2 separate regions of the Pan troglodytes genome follow, and region 1 is linked to region 2. Evidence: chromatin contacts called from public HiChIP or PLAC-seq data. All regions are on one chromosome and are shown on one strand. Each heading gives the region's core, a stretch centred on a gene start, on an enhancer-like site or on the middle of the called end of the contact. The rest is flanking DNA. Distances are from core to core; before and after follow the strand shown.

Region 1 (2,700 bases), core at 169-2,668, 140 kb after region 2:
AATTTCTTTCTGCAGACGCTCAATCTCCTTCTTATGATGAACGATTTCTTCTTCATGGTGTTTTTTCAAAGCTGCCAGTTGTTCTCTACTCTGTGCTCTACAAGGACACGGTGGCTCAGGGTTTAATTTCAACCCTTCACCCCAAAGAGATCTCAAAGCATAACCCGTAATGTCTAAGCAAGGAATAGGAGTCCCAATTCCATGGGAGTCTAGCTGGTCATCCTCTTCTACTCCTCAACTAGTGAAAGAATACCCCATCTTAAATTGAGGTGTAGCCATCTTAAGAAGACCAAAGAGCTTATTGCTTTCAGATTCCTCTTTAAAATAGAAAACTCCAGAGAGATGTGACACAAGTCCCTAATACCTTATGAGGGGAACAACCCAGGGAACTTGACTCCCCTTTAGGGAAAAGAAAAGGAACAAAATGAGGAAGACAGACAAAGGGGTGTAGCTAAAAGGCAAATATCCATTTCCTATTCCAATCTGTCTAGAGCTTTCTTTGCCTATAGAAATGAATGGCCCACTGTAAGGCCAATAAAGGGTCTCTTGCATGCGCAGTACTTGGCAGTTCAATTTAGGTTCCAAGAAGGGACTGGATTACAATGTTGGTTTGGTCACATTTAGGCCTCAGTTTTCCTTAACTACAAAATGTAGGGGCTCAATTAGATAGTCTCTAACGGCTGTACCTTGGCTCTCTATACGGTATGGCAGGTGTCATGGTGATAATTCTCAACAGAAGGCAGAAGTGAAAGGCCAAAGGACAAGCAAAAGCAAGATTAATTCCTCACTGCTCTCCAGAGTGGACAGAAGTCAGTTAAAGATAACTCAGGGCTGGCAAAGGGAGGCCCAGCCCACTCCATACTCCTAAGCAGGAGAGGGAAATCTACAGGTCTAGGCTGGGCTGAGTAGGGCAAAAGCCTTTAGAAGATGGTGTCCAACCATAAGTAGCTCCCATGACCAGCTCCCATCATCCTCACCCTTGCGGAGTCAGGGGTCTAGAAACACCTGAGAAGCCTGAATGCATGCAGGCTTGCAAAGCTAAGGCGTGCTGGCGAGGAAGGAGAGCGTAGAGGGGGTGACAGGTGGGTAAGGGCCGAGGGAGTCAGGCTGGGAGGCAAACGTTGGACGGTCGGATCTAGACACTGTGCGAAGAATCTGGGGGTGTTTCGCACGACCTGAGGAGAACTCCACGCGGGAGATGGTAATGATGAAGGAGGAGTTGAGCCGTGGGTTGTTTTGGAGACCCGCCGGTGGAAATGGTTTGGGGGCCTGAAACTGTTGTGCAGGGAACTGGGAGTGCCCTATACGTGGCAACGGTCGGGACATCAAGGGTTAGGGTATACTGGATTGGGGCCCGGGAGTTCTGTTGGGGGATGGGGCGCCCAAGGCACCAGGTAGGAACGGGTGGGGCGATTGGCAGTTTAAGGATTGGAAGGCCCTTGGGAGATCTAGGGCTGGACTTGGGACCCGGTGAGCCTCACCGGAAATATCGTTCCTCTTCAGCCTGCTCTCTCTTTCCGAAGGCCCCACCGGCTTCCCGGATGGAGCCCGCGCCCCGGTCGACATTCTCGGACTGCAGAGAGACAGGGACACTGGTAAAGGTACGGAAGCAAAGATGGGATCCGCCCGCGGGGCTGGAGCAGCGGACACTGCCGCAGCGTACCTGATCCGAGCCGAAGCCTCGGGCTTGCATGGTCCTCACGCCCCACACGCCAAGCCACGTCCGCGCCGCCAACGCCGTCACTGCCATTGCTGCTGGAGCTGCACCTCTGGCGTCTCTGCCGCAGCAAGCAGTCTCTCGTTACGCGCTAATGGCAGGGACGGCCAAGCACTCAATCTGGTCGACGCAGGGGCGGATGAACACAGGAATAGCGAATCACGGGAGAGCGGAGGCGGGCTTCCCGGAGCTCACAGCGAATCCCGAGCAAGAGACGGGTTTATTCTTAGCCAACCGCTAGCAAGGGCTTAGGGCCAAAGGACTGGAAAGAGGAATGATGGAGGAGTTTGGAGAGCTGAGTGAGGAGAGTGACGGAAGCCGAAATTTCGGCTCTTGGACCCATCAGAATGAGGCGTGGCGTCCACCTCCAGCCCACGATTTCAATTCTAAAGTCGTTATTATTCAAAGCTCAAAGGAAGTTTTCCCTTCCCTGGCCTGCTAGCATCAATAAAATGGGGGAATTCGGGGTTTGGGAGCTGTGTCCAGGATGCTGATGTCCAGGATACCGACGTCCAATGTGCCCTGGCTTAGATATACATAAATCGCGCTCATTTGTTATGAGAAGTGGCAGTGTTCTGGCTGGGCGCGGTGGCTCACGCCTGTAATCCCAACACTTTGGGAGGCCGAAGTGGGTGGATCACCTGAGGTCCGGAGTTCGAGACCAGCCTGGCCAACATGGAGAAACCCCGTCTCTACTAAAAATACAAAAATCAGCCGGGTGTGGTGGCACGCGACTGTAATCGCAGCTACTCAGGAGGCCGAGACAGGAGAATTGGCTTGAACCCGGGAGGCGGAGGTTGCAGTGAGCCGAGATTGCGCAACTGCACTCCAGCCTGGTGACAAAGCGAGACTCCGTCTCAAAACAAACAAAAAAAAGAAAACCCAAATTATAACTTGACCACCTCAGGCACAGTTTCCTAGGACCTCTTGAGGCTGTGTTTCCCCAAGCTATGGTCACTCATCTTGGCTCAGAATAAACCTTT
Region 2 (2,700 bases), core at 74-2,573:
CTCCTGCCTCAGCCTCCAGAATAGTTGGCATTACAGGCGCGCACCACCACGCCCGAAATTCATTTCTTTAATTTGGCGAAAAAGTAAGTGACTTCTAGAAGCCACTGGGTTTCTGGTTCCTCTATAAAGCAAATTCTTCCACTGAAGGACTTTTTCCTTCCATTGTTTGTTTTAAAAAGAACAAGAAAAGGAAGAGGTTGGAAGGAGCGAGGAGCTGAGTGTCCGAATGAAGCACTGGAGGTTTTTTTTTTTTTTTTTTTTTTTGCAAGCAATCAGTGATGCCCTGTAAGTCACTCTCCTCCGAGATTTGGGAGGTGCGTGAACTGCCATTCTACCATTCACCACTGGTTCTTTGATCCACCGATCACAGATGTGAGCTGCACAGACATCGCAGCAAATTCGATGCCTTCCCAGTTTCCCGGAGCCGGGGTGTAGAGGGTGGGAGAGAGGGGTCGCTTCTTTTCCTTAATCTCATCTCTCCACCAAGAAAAACGTCTGGAGTTTCGTGTCCTGAAGCCGCCCAGGCTGATGTTTAAAAGTTAAATAATAACCTCCAGGTTTTTACAGAAACTCCGCCTGGCTCCGAAGCCCCCGTTCTGCCCAGCAGGGGTGCAGAGGTCTGAGGCAGGACGGTTTTGAAAAATGTACTTTGACCCGATCCGGTTACTGTAACCGGATCCCCAGGGAGCAGTCCCTGTTGGGGACCGGCGGAACAGGCTCCCCCGTGGCGGAGACTCCATGCACGGGCACAAAGGGGGAGCAACGCAGCCCAGACAAAAGGGCCCAGCCAAGTCTCGGGGGGCGGAGAGGGCGAGCCTGCGCGGGCCCTGCCTCAGGCGGAGAAGTCCGGGTTGGACCGTTGTGGGAGGGCCAAGGAGGGAGGCGGCGGCCCCGCCCCGCCCTGGCCCGAAGCGACGGCGACCCGGGCCGTTACCTTCTGCCCGGACCGGGACCCTCTCGCAGAGCCAAGAAAAGGGCCGCAGCCTGAGAGGAGCCCGCAGCCTGATACTGAGCGCGTCCTGCTCACTTTCCCTTGCTCGCTGAACTTACCCAGATCGCCGCCGCCGCCTCCTCAGCCTCCACAGCAGCCTCTCCCGGAAATCCTACCTGGCCCGTTGGCCGCCAGGCAGCAGCCGGAGCCCTTGGCCCCCGGGGAGGGGGAAAAAGGGAGCGGGCTGGACAGTGTAGGGTAGGACGTGTCGCCGCGGAGGCTTACGGGACTTGTAGTCCCCAGCAGGGGCCGGTTGCACGGCAAGCTGAACAAAATGGCGGGAAGCGTGCGTCCTTTCTCTCCGGGCGGTCGTCCTCCTTACGACCTCTCTGGGCATGCGCTGGCCGCTGTGCGCACCTTGTGTGTAAAAGAACTTGGGCACCTTTCCTGGTACTATGGGAGGCAAAGGTCTTTGGGCTTGGGAGGACAGGGTTCAATACTGGGCTCCAGGCAGTACCCAAAAAGGGAACTGATACAAGAGTGTTGTTTGAGAAAACTGTATCCCTGACTGGCCAAATTTCAATCATAACCTCCCCAAAGGAAAAACTATTTATTGAGGACCAATTTGAAGTGCAAAAAACGTACAAGCAAGTTATCTACCCTCAGTGTTGTGCGTAAGAAACCCAGGAATCATTCTGGACACTTCCCTCAAGCCATTAAGTCCACTCATTCTACATCCCCAGTATTTTAATTCATTTCGATATCCTTCACTACTATCACCTAGTGAAAGCCACCATCACTTCTCTCCAAGTCTCAGTAGTTTCAGGCCCTAGGCTATCACCCTCCGAAAACCTTCCTTGCTGCTGCCAGAGGACCCTTCTAAATGCAAACCCATTGTATCACACAACCTAAATTAGACCTACATGTAAAACTTGAAGCTACGGCACATCTAGAGGACATTCCAGGAGAAAAATCGATGTGACTTTTCAAATACACTATCCATAAAATTAAAAAAATTGGCCAGGCGCGGTGGCGCATGCCTGTAATCCCAGCTACTCAGGAGGCTGAGGCAGGAGAATCGCTTGAACCCAGGAGGCGGAGGTTGCAGTGAGCCGAGATCTTGCCATTGCAGTCCAGCCTGGGCGACAGAGCAAGACTCCGTCACAAAACAAACAAACAAACAAACAAATTATCCGGGGCCTAGTGCCAAGCTCCTGTAGTCCCAGCTACGTGGGAGGCTGAGGTGAGATGATCACTTGAGCCTGGGGGGTTGAGATCGCACCAGTGCACTCCAGCCTGGGCAGCAGAGCAAGACCCTGTCTCAATAGAAAAAGAAAAAAGAAGAAAAAAAAATTGGCCGGGTGCAGTGGCTCACACCTCTCATCCCAGCACTTTGGGAGGCTAAGGCGGGAGGATCCCTTGAGCCCTGGAGTTTGAGACCAGCCTGCCAGCCTGGGCAACAGAGTGAGGCCCCATTTCTACAAAAACAATTTTAAAAATTAGCTGGGCATGATGGAACGTGCCTGTAGTCCCAGGTACTCAGGAGGCTGAAATAGGAGGATTATTTGAGCTGGGGAGGTCCAGGCTGCAATGAGCTGTGATGGTGCCGCTACACTCCAGCCTGGACGACAGAGGGAGACGTTGTCTCAAAAAAATATTTAAAATATATTTATTGGCCTGGCACGGTGGCTCACGCCTGTAATCCCAGCACTTTGTGAGGTTGAGGCTGGTAGATCACCTGAGGTCAGGAGTTCGAGACCAGCCTCTCC

The links. HiChIP or PLAC-seq counts read pairs in DNA pulled down with a chosen protein or histone mark.
Region 1: a contact with region 2 is called in an H3K4me3 HiChIP or PLAC-seq map of stem cell-derived excitatory neurons, with 3 times the contacts expected there. The contact joins the promoter of DNAJC8 here to the promoter of PHACTR4 in region 2. A contact is called at or near these places in 1 of 1 datasets of contacts at active chromatin or transcription factors (stem cell-derived excitatory neurons) and 1 of 1 other capture datasets (stem cell-derived neural stem cells).

The regions. Positions count from the first base shown.
Region 1 is chr1:202,756,586-202,759,285 of NHGRI_mPanTro3-v2.0_pri, forward strand. It overlaps DNAJC8 (DnaJ heat shock protein family (Hsp40) member C8), which reads left to right and starts at 1,419. Exons shown (of 11, transcript NM_001279783.1): 1 at 1,419-1,601. ATP5IF1 (ATP synthase inhibitory factor subunit 1) reads right to left here and starts at 1,901. Exons shown (of 3, transcript XM_003338984.7): 1 at 1,664-1,901; 2 at 1,482-1,573; 3 at 1-97. The coding sequence starts at 1,750.
Region 2 is chr1:202,616,274-202,618,973 of NHGRI_mPanTro3-v2.0_pri, forward strand. PHACTR4 (phosphatase and actin regulator 4) reads right to left here and starts at 1,324. Exons shown (of 14, transcript XM_513255.9): 1 at 1,051-1,324.